2 separate regions of the Oryctolagus cuniculus genome follow, and region 1 is linked to region 2. Evidence: chromatin contacts called from public Hi-C data. All regions are on one chromosome and are shown on one strand. The core of a region is the stretch at or near the end of the contact, and the rest is flanking DNA. Distances in the headings are between cores, read along the strand shown. Region 1 has its middle 70 kb from the start of MBNL1. Region 2 overlaps MBNL1 (muscleblind like splicing regulator 1).

Region 1 (5,608 bases), core at 474-2,973, 83 kb after region 2:
TAGGAATTACAAATAGGGTAAGGGAAGAGGAAGCTTGAAGGACAGAGAAAAGCAGGGAGGATTTGTCCTAGTGGACTTCAAGTTCAATATTTAACTAGCTATGAAGCTTTCCTCATTGTTTGCTCAGCTCATCAGTATAGCTAATGAAAATTCGGAAGCTGATCTGGCTATTTCTAAAAGTCAGAATGACGTTTGTTTATTATATAATATATCCTTTTAAGTTTCTCTTTTCATAATATTAAAATGAGGGAACAAATGATTAGATAGGATTTTGAGTCTAATATAGGAGAGGAAATTCTAATTTAATGGGGTTAAAAACTTAATTCTTACTGTAATTCAGACGGCCAAAGGCAACCACCACCTAGTAGGGGTTGTAGAAAGAAAATACTAAATAATCTAGTTTGAAGTTTAATTGAGATAATTTACATAATTTCTTTAGGTAATTAATAATCAGTTGCTCTGGAAAAAGAGATGCAGTTTGAGTTAGTTTTTCTCCCCCAACTGCCTGGGATGAGGGGAGAGATAGAGAAGCATTCTCCACCCCTCTCACCCCTCCCCTGTGGAGCAGTGATTTGTTTGTATTTTCTCACTGCTTCCTTATTTGTGGCTGGGGTATGGTGGAGCACACTCTGATTTCTCCAACAATTTTGTAAGGGTTATGTATGGAGTAAAACAATGGGTGATGGGCTCACCTCATGCCTGATGTTTACAGGCCCCTCAATGACAGGTTGTAATGCTCACTTGGGCTCCATCTGGTGGTCTACTCTGTAGCTCTTTCTATAGAGCCACCAAAACCATCTCATCTGCTAAACACCATACCAAATTCTCAACCATTTTAATGTCCTGTTTATGCTATATGGAAACTCAATGACTCAGAGCTTTCTTCCACTGGACAAGATCACAGGTTAGTGTGAATGATCAAGGCTCAAGACTTGGAAACATTTCTGACAGTCTTGTTCTCTACCAATCAATATCTCTTTTCTCTCTTCCTGTTTTTTATCTTTCTGTCATCTCCCTTCTCTCCCATCCTTTTTTATGACCCTGACCACCTCTCAAATCTTAATTGAGTCTGGGATATTTTATTTACTCTGGGAGAAAGCTCTGCTACTTTGAGAATCCTTCAATGTTGGTTATTGAAATGCAAAAGGGTTAGGAAAACAGATGAATAAGTATAGGAGATCATTTTTCAAGACAATATCCTGGCTTGCAATGCACTTTTGCTACTGCATTATTCTATTTACATATCAGAAGTGGAATATCTCTTTCCTCTTTTCATTCCCATCGTAATAAATGGTTTCCTTTTGTAATAAATTCTAATCTTCCTTCAGCAGATGGATACTTTTGGTCTATTAGGGCTAAGCTTATGAGTGCATGTATTTAGAAAGGCATAAGCAGAAACCATGCTAATATTTCTAGGAGGTTAGATGCCATATCCAGATTTTCTTCTTCCAGCTTGGACCTGGAGAAAGGCAGCATGCTTGATAAATGATAGTAATGCTGAGCACAGTGTACTGTTTCATTTTTTTTCTCACTTCCCTTCTGGGTACTTAAGGAGGAGATTATATGTAATGTATCCCAAATCAACATGGAGACAGCCTGCCACATTTATGAGGGCAGAATAGCATGGTCACACACCCGGGATTTCTAGGGTCACTTCCTAGCCTCTTTCCTTTGCCATGTAGTGTGGTCACTGACTTGACAGCACAGATGATGCATGGGTTGTTGTGTAAGAGGCTATATTTAGTGGAGATGGTGCATGGGTCTATATCCGGCAAGAGCCGGGAGGAAACTGAATCAATATGACAAAGATATAGTATGCTTTATTGCAACAAAAAAAATGCATCATGCACTCAATAGCTACCAACTTCACCCCTGGTGACCAGAAACCTACCTGGTAGGAAGTCAGGGACAAAGGATGGAAGACCATGGGTGTCAGTGAAGGCACAACAAATATCTGGTGATTGCACTCTCCTTCCAAGGACACCAAGTCACCCAAGCATCACACTTCTTCCTTCAGAGATTATATATTTCCCCTCAAGGGGAGAATAAAGGAAGAAATAAATTGTAGAAGAAACTGCGCATTTTCTTCTGCAAAAGATTGAGCATTAACTAAAGGAATTGTATTGCAATTAGTCATGCTAAGCAAGGGTTTAGAGATCTTGCCATTCACTTTTGTATCATGCTCTGGTTATCAGAAGAACATTAAAATCCAAAAGATCCTCACTCTTTCCCCCTCACCTGGAAAACCACCATGATGTTTGTTCTCTATGAACCACTTTTTTAAAAAAATCTTTTTCATTTGTTTATTTTAAAATTTTATTTATGGTATATAAATCTCACGTATTTCATGTGTATAGACTTAGGAACATAGTGACACTTCCCACCTCACTTTCCCTCCAGCCCATACTCCCACCCTTCCACCTCCTTCCTCTCCTATCCCCTCTCTGAATTTTTACAGTGATCTATTTTCACTTTACTTTATACTCGTAAGATTAACTCTACACTAAGTAAAGAATGAACCACCTTTTGACTTTGAAAATTTAAGCCAGACATTAAAGATAGTGGAGACAAAAAGGGATCCTGGGGCCAGAATGGCTTTGCTAATACTCCCTATCCTGGAGGACCCAATTCTGGACTTCCTTTAATGAAGGAAAAAGAATCCCCACATTTTCAGTCACTGTACTCTGTTTTCTGTTACTAGCTGCCAAAGTCAACTCCTAAGTGACACACTTAGCTTGTTCTTTTACTGAGTTTCTTCAGTTAAGACTTTATAATTTCTCCCTAAGCACGTGTTATGTACTCAAGGCAAAGATTATTTTTTTCAAAGATGCAAAAGAACACATTAGAAATTTTCAAAACATTACCTGAGCAATTGTGCGTGACTAAAAGTTGCTGGTCTAGTTTCTTTTTGAAAAACCTATATCTAAATGACATAGGAACGATGTGTGTGTAAATGTGTGTGCACATATATATATTTGCTAACAGATGGGTATATGTTTTTTCCCTTCATCTAATAAAATGGGAAGAAATATGACTGGGAAGATTATGGCAATATGATTGATGCAAGGATAGAATTGCTGCATATACTTTCTGAAAAATGGCATCTAATGAAAGATTAAGTAAAAGGAAATCTGTGGCTGCATTAAAATTCCTTTGCATCAAAATAAAATTTTAATTCCATTTTTCCATGAACTTTTTGAATTACCCTTTGTGGCTATATTGACTCAATCCTATAGGGAACTGTGGTTGGTTGTGTGTCAGTGAAAATAAGGTATGAGGGAACTGGGGTGTTTACCTACCAACTTTTCACAGTCATTAGTTGAAGACTCCTTCCAGCATATAGAAGCTATTTAGAAATGTGGTCCAGTGCTGTGGCATGGCAGATAAAGCCTTCACCTGCAGCTCTGGCTTCCCATATGTATTCTGGTTTCTGTCCCTGCTTCTCTACTTCCTATCCAGTTCTTTACAAATGCACCTGGAAAAGCAGTGGAAGATGGCCCAAATTCTTGGGCCCCTGTACCCATGTGAGAGATCTGGAGGAAGCTCCTGGCTTCTGTCTGGCCTTGCCCTGGTCGTTGTGGCCATTTGGGGAGTGAACCAGTGGATGGAAGACTTCTGTCTCTGTCTTTCTCTCTGCCTCTGCCTTTCCCTCTCTATAAGTCTGACTTTCAAATAAATAAATAAATCTTTAAAAAATGGAGGAAATTCTGGTCCACCAGCATATAAGCACAAATGAATTCTATGTGCAGAAGCCCTCAAGAAAAGGATCTAGGTGTTTGATGTTGGAAACCCATGGTTCTGCACAAATAACATTTCTTAAGGGATGAGGTTAGGGAACTGACAGTGCCTAGGGCATAGGTTCAGTGGAATCAACTGCATATGGCATATAATTTTAGGGGTATTAGGAGGAACAATCTATATCTCATGATGGTCCCTGTGAAAATTCTTTATATTTTCCATTAATGTTGAAAACAATCTATTAGGACCATTCAGTTGCAAGTTGATTGCTCAATAAATTTTTTGATTTTGTATAATTGAAAATTTCAGAGCTTTGGCTTCATATGTAACTCCATCAGGGTTTCTGATGTGCCATCCTGATTCTTCTTCTTTTGGCATGTTTTCCTATGTTTTGGCTTCATAATTAGATGGATTATCTCCATTGGTGGCAAAATTGGCTACCAATTAGACTTAATCAGTTTAACAAGCCCAGAAAAAAATAAAGCATTTATTTTCTAATAGTTCTGGGATAAATAGAAGGAAATACTCACTGAATTAAACTGGGTCACTTGTACATCCCTGGAGCTGGTGGGATGGAATTTGATGATCAATGGGACTGAGTTCATATACTCATCCCTGGAATTATGGGAGTTGGGTAAGCTTTGCCATATTCTGAAGTATGCATAGAATAGTTAATTAGATGAAAATTAGAAATATACCCATTGACATTATCATTTTATCCCATAGCTTTGACTTCCTTGGAGGTTTATTAATTTGTTTCTAACTAGGTGACAGCTTTCTTCCTGGCTTAGTAATTAGCTGAGTAACAGACAGTAATAAGCTAAGTAGAACATTAAAATGGACGCTTCCTCTCTTGACAGCTTCAGCTATGGCCTCAAAGCTGAAAGGAGCAGGTATTTGGTCCTTGGTACTTGATGTTCCAATGGGAAGTTCTAGGTCATCAGTATAGGATTACAAGTGAGGGATCTCAAAACCTTCAGTTCTTCCATCTTTAGCCCAACACCAGCACATGGGCTTTGTAAGAGTTCATTAAAAAGAATTTCTTCAGAGATATTAGGCTTCTACTTATTTTCCACATGGGCAAGGACAGGTAATCCTCTCCACAGAAACTGAATAAGTCAGACTTCCATGAAATCCCTGCAGAAGTCAGCATGCGCTCCATGGGATGGGAAAAACAAGGGAGAGTCCCTGACTTCTACCTGGAAAGGTAACTGAGACTGGAGCTGCCTCTGAAGACAGATTGAGGAGGCCGCCTCAGAGAGAAAAAACACATGGTTGTTCTCTCAATGTGCCGTGGTTTGCAGTAGGGCTTATGAGGTTCTATGGCTTGAATTCATTTTTTTAAATTGTCTTACTTTTTTTAAAAGATTTATTTGAAAGGCAGAGCCACAGAGAGGCAGAGGCTGAGAGAGGTCGGTCGGTCTTCCATCTGCTGGTTCACTCCTCAGTTGGCCACAACGGCCGGAGCTGCGCCGATCCGAAGCCACGAGCCAGGAGTTTCTTCCAGGTCTCCCATGTGGGTGCAGGGGCCCAAAGATTTGGGCTATCTTCTACTGATTTCCTAGGCCACAGCAGAGAGCTGGATAGGAAGAGGAGCATGTGGGACTCCAACTGGTGCCCATATAGGATGCTGGCACTGCAGGCTTTACCTGCTGTGCCACAGTGCCAGCCGCTTAAATGTATTATTATTTTTAATTTATTTGAGAGTCAGAGAGAAAACATACACACACACACACACACACACACACACAGAACTCCCACGGGCTGGTTTACTTCCCAAGTGCCCTCAACAGGTAGGGCTTGGCCAAGGCCAAAGCCAGGAGCTGGGAACTCAATCCAGATTTCCCACATGTGTGACAGAGACCCAATT
Region 2 (5,723 bases), core at 191-2,690:
ATTCATTCCACAATGTAATAGAGTTAAATCATAAACACAAATAAATTAACATGACATACATTGTTTGAATTCCTTTTAAACTTAATGTTAGAAGTCTTAATTTGTTCCCTTTGTGATTGTGCCATCAATCAAATGACCCTACCTGGATGAATCTGAATGCCTATATTTCTGCAGTAGGCCTAGCAATGAATAACTGCTGACAGGGCCTGATCCCACCTAGCTTTCCCAGTAATAAATATTTTTAGACAATGTGGAACATTCTTTCCCCCTTTCAAACTTTGCTCACTGTAGATCTCCAGCTTAGGAGTTACTGCCACATATTCACTATTTGCCTGTTACTTTCAACTTTCCTAACCTGCCCACACATAGTCACTGAACATTAAGTATGACTTCAGCCTTTCACAGCATCTGGGGCTATAAGGTGAGCAGATGTAGGCCTGACCCCTTGAAATATACAGCCTTGCAAAGACAATGAACCTGAAATAACAAGTAATTATGATAAATTAAGTAAATACCATACGCACGCAAAATGTAGTGAAAGAGAACACAAGTGTTCAAGTGATAAATCTAAAGACAGCAGACAGAAAAATGTCATTGTTTTTATGATTCCCCCTTTTCTTATTAAATTCAAAGTCCAGAATTATAGCCACGTGGGAGTCATCACAGTATTTATACTATATGTCTATGTGGCCTGCATTGCTCTTCATTTGTAAGGACAGAATTCTATTACAAGTTGTATGAAATAGTAACTTTATTTCTGCTATGTGGCAGGGTGTCCATCACATAGCCCCTGAGGGCCAGGATGGAAGAGATCTGTGACTGATCATCTCTACTACGCCCTTGCTGTGTTCTTTGGTGTTACTTTCATTTACTTCCTGGGTTTAATCAAGGCTTTGCCAGCAACAAAGCCAACTTCTTTTTGATACTTCTGAAGGAGTAGAGCACATCGGCTTTTGAATTAATATTTGAAAATAAAATGAAAACTCAACTGTATTATCTTTCATCTTGTTGAGTTTAATGCTCTTTTAGAAATCCTTTTCTTGGATGTAAAACAATATTTTTCTGTTCTGGATATAAGGTACTATGTGCTTATTTTAAATAATGTATGAAGTGCCTTTAATAGGGGTTTATTGATTCTGTTCAAGGTACCATTGTAAAGATGTTTATGCAGGTTATTCTGGACTAGCAATAGAGCAATAGACTATAACTCCCACCCACACACTTACTCCCATGCATGGTGGAACTGCCTTCTACAGCTTTGAGGCTCCCACGCTCCTGCAAGAGCAGTTTGCTACTTGTCATTTAGTCTTTACAATTAAGCTAAGGAAACGTTAACTATATAAAACAGCCTGGCCTCCTTGGGCCTCTCTCTTTATGGAGCTGTGCCTCTCTAAAGATAGGCTAAATTATAGACTTAGCCAGGACAGTTTTTTCCCCCGGGAGGCCTTTGAAGTCTGTTTATTCTTACAAAGCTCTAGTAGGTCTGTCTGGAAGAAGCTATAAGTAGTTTGTCAGAGCCCCTACAGAACAAGCACTCCATGTGGGCACAGGAAGGTGTTAACTTTTGCAACATTAGTCTTGAACTTGTGGGAAAGAGCCTGTTTGGCACCAGTATTCAACTCATACAAAGCAGCCAAAATGAATTATTAGGAAGAAAGAGTGCATGGATGACATGTGGCACAACACTGAGTATTTTTCTTAGGCAATTGAAGTAAATCTGTTTTGTTTATGACTAAATTGCTGGGTGACTAAAAGTAAAACACTGTCTACTTTGGGGTTATTGGCAACAGGTATTCACATGCCAATTATGACACATGGGCCAGTTTCCACTAGCACAATTCACTGCAGCTGCAGGCTCATCCTACTGCAGCCTCGCCTTTCTCTCAGCAACAGGGCATACACAATTACCCTGAACCAACACCAGCGTGGTGCAATTGTCTGGGTATGTACTATACCTTTTAGAAGACTGAGGTTAGAAAAAACTATAGTGTTAGTTCAAAGTTTGCTGTTCAGGAGCCCATAGCCTTGACTTCTGTTTGATGAAAATAAGTTGTACAATAGGTTATTAGATGTGAAATTTTATATAATCTCTCCAAGTCTGTTTCCTGAAAATTCAAAATGTATATCTCATGAAATTAGGATAGTGAATGACTTTATTAGAATTATTTTAACATGTCAGGCTTTTGACTAATTATAGATATTGCTACTATTTAAAATAGATGGTGGGAATTGTAGCACAATAGGTTAAGGTATCATTTGAGTTGCCCCAAACTATATGGGCTACTTCAAGCTTCCAATCCAATTTCCTGTACATGTACCTGGGAGGCAGCAGATGAAAACCCAAGTACTTGGGCCCCTGGGTCTGGTCATGTGAGACACCAGGATGGAGTTCTTGGCTCTTGGCTATGGCCTGCCCAATCCCTGACTACTTGGGGAATGAAACAGATAGAAGATATCTGTGTGTGTGTGTGTGTGTGTGTGTGTCTCCCTCTTTCTCACTGTACCTTTCAAATAAATACATGAACCTGTAACAAAATGGATAGTTATTATGAATTTTAAAATACAGACTATTTTAAAAATAGCAAGCCTCTTATTAAACTTTATTTCCAGAATTTGAGGATTTAAATCAAACTATAAGTTTTAAGAAATATACAACTTGAGGTGGCGCTGTAGCGCAAGCGGGTTAACATCCTGGCCTGAAGTACCAGCATCCCATATGGGCACCGGTTCGAGACCTGTAGAAGTAGTAGAAAATGGCCCAAGTCCTTGGGCCCCTGTACCCACGTGGGAGACTTGGAAGAAGAAGCACCTCACTCCATCTGGGGAGTGAACCAGCAGATGGAAAACCTCTCTCTCTCTCTCTCTACCTCTACCTCTCCTCTCCTCTCTCTGTGTAACTCTGACTTTCAAAGAAATAAATAAATCTTAAAAAATATATATACAACTATTTTCTCAAAGATAGTCTTAGCTAGATAGAGGAAGATGATACACTTACATATTTTTGATTATCTAAGTAGGATGTAACTAAAAGGGAACTCAAGACATTCCCTAGAATGAGAAGCAGGAACTTTAGACTAAACATCACTCTTAATTGGCCAGTGCAGAACTTTCTTTTGTCTAATCTTCCCCACCCACTTTACAAAGAAAGACATGAGAAAGAAAAACCGCGCCAAGCCCAGCAAAAGGCATCTAGCACTTTGAAGAAGAATGTATGGTGCACAGATGCATGGAAACCACTTCCTTTAAAGCCATATTTCAAAACTGCTATTATTTTTTTTCCCGTCTGAGCTGTTGTCACAGGGTGAAAATTTAGTTGTGTTCTTGCTTCTTTTAAGTGACACAACTCAAAAAATTGTTTCAAGCCCAGCTTCCTTTCTTCAGCTCTTGCTCCTACCTCCCTGAAAAATGTTATTTCCCAATTTCATCAGGAAAAAAAAAAAAAAAAACTGAGGGCAATAAGAGGAGAAGATACTGCTTATGTGTTGCTAAGTACTGTTTAGTAGCAGACGCCTTGGCTACAGGAATGATGACATCACCCATAGAAAGAGGAACACTGACACTGTTAAAAGGGCTTTTTTTTTTCCTAACACAGTGGATCCCCAGTGAGAGGACCAAAGCCAGATAAGGCAGGTGGAAATGCCCCTTGGCTCTGGTGAAGGCACCCTGAGCATCCACTTTTGGAGGGTATCAGCCCCACGTTAACTCAACTTCATCAGGCCCCATGTCCCCATGCCCTTTCCACATTTCTCTTTTGAACCTGTTTCTCAACAACAAATGTATATTACTCTTTTTGAAAAGTTAATTCAAAAATTGGCATATAGAATTACATGCATTTATTATGCATGCCACAATGTTTTGAAATATGTATATAGTCGTCAAATGACTAAATCCAGCTAATTAACAATGACCAAAAAGTAATCATTTTTATGGTGAAATACTTAATATCCACACTTGTTTTGATGAGATATCACCTCACTCCAGTTAGATTAGCTATAAAAAAACAAAAAGACAAAGGATAACAAGTACTGGGCAGGATGTAGAGAAAAGAGAACGCTTGCATAATGTTGGTAGGAATGTAAACTAGTTTAGTCATTGTGAAAACAGTAATGGCAGCTCCTCAAAAAGCTAAAAATATATCCACCATATGAGCCAACAATCCAGCTCCCCGAAATATACATATATGTGTCCATCCATAGGAAATGAAATCATTATGTTAAAGAGGTACCTGCATACCCATGTTTATTGCAGCACTAGTCACAATAGGCGAGATATGGAATCAACTTAGGTGTCCATTGATGGATGAATGAATAAAGAAAATGCATACTCCTCATTGCAAAAAACCTAATGTTCTCATACTTTTAATAGATTTCCTTCCTTTGTTAATTCATGCAGATCAGGAAGTGGCTCAATATGAACATCATGAAGGTGTTCTCAAACACATATTACAAATATTCATGCATTTATCCTCACACACGTTCAGTTGGAAACTATGTAGTACTGCACTCTCTGTAATAATTCAATAATATGGTGGATCATCAGACCCACTTATTTACATGATGGGATGGAGTACACTGCTTAACTAGCACGTAAGGTGTTTGTATCCCTCCACATCCTGCAATATGAGTAACACAATGGTTTTCTGTTTGAAGGTTGTCAGGAGCACTCAAAGGTGAGCATGTGACTCTTACAGCTTCATATTTGCCTGTCCTGAGGAAATCATGGTTGTGCCCTTCCTCATCTGACTGTGGTCACCCTTCTAGGACACATTCAATACAAGGCCAGCTAGTTTACTCACTGTCAGTTCTTAATGCAAACCAAAAGTAGAAGGTATGCTTGTCATTAACTTTTTAAGAAGGGGAGAAGGTCACTTGTTCTTGTGGTCCCTAATTAATACACATTGGGTTTACTCAATAAAAAAAAGTATTCTTTTCAGTAAGCTGTTCTATATACCCTTTTCAAATCACACCCTGCCATCTCCTACCCCCCAAAAAAGTTATATAAAACAAACTCTGGGATTTAAAGCATAATAATTTGGATCATTTATATCTCTTGGGATAATAAAAATAAAGCAGAGGAAATTTACAACTACGATGGAAAATTGCAGAATAAGTTACTGCTGTTTGTCAAGAGGAACAGGTTGATCTTGCCAGGGGCCCAGTAGTCATTGGTGCTAGGATTTGGAGGAGTAAACAAAGGAACATCTGTGGTCTCTGGAGACTGGAAAACAGGGTTTATTCATTTTTTTTTGCTTCATATCAATGCAAAAATTAAGGTATATGAGGGCTCCATTACCAGTTATCTGTATACATATTTTCAAATGGTTATGGTTAATCATTCCATGGCAATTTTGCTTAAAATCTTAATTTGACAAATTTAAAAAATATTTTGAGCCATTTTCACTTTTATTATCCTTCACCTATCATGCAAATAAAAAAGAAAGAAAATGTAGTTAACCTCTAGAGGTAAACTTGGCTTATCTGAAAATCATCTTAGTGTAATAATTCATTTGATCTATTCTCTTCAAATAAGAGTCTTTCCTGGAATATGTTAGTCATAAAAACCTGTTCATTCATTGCATTCCCATCCCCAATTCACAAATGTGCCTGTCCTTGCAAATGTTTGCTCACAGTATACTACTCCATTCCTCAGCCAATGATCTGTGTGACCTGGCCCTTCATCAGCCTAATTGCTGAATGACATCTGCAGCCTCTGCCTGAAACCTG

Evidence for each region. A called contact is a pair of places that touch in the nucleus more often than the background predicts.
Region 1: a contact with region 2 is called in a Hi-C map of embryonic fibroblasts, with 2.0 times the contacts expected there. The contact joins two enhancer-like sites. A contact is called at or near these places in 4 of 6 Hi-C or Micro-C datasets (embryonic fibroblasts, psoas muscle, skin fibroblasts and 1 more).

Annotation. Positions count from the first base shown.
Region 1 is chr4:128,881,923-128,887,530 of mOryCun1.1, forward strand. No RefSeq gene overlaps it. Among named protein-coding and RNA genes, the nearest start is that of MBNL1, 70 kb to the left of the region's middle. Within about 2 kb of position 1,724, at least 1 of the 8 cell types and tissues checked has an H3K27ac peak or open chromatin away from gene starts, as enhancers often do.
Region 2 is chr4:128,798,846-128,804,568 of mOryCun1.1, forward strand. The region is part of intron 1 of MBNL1 (muscleblind like splicing regulator 1); the gene reads right to left. Among named protein-coding and RNA genes, the nearest start is that of MBNL1, 13 kb to the right of the region's middle. Within about 2 kb of position 1,441, at least 1 of the 8 cell types and tissues checked has an H3K27ac peak or open chromatin away from gene starts, as enhancers often do.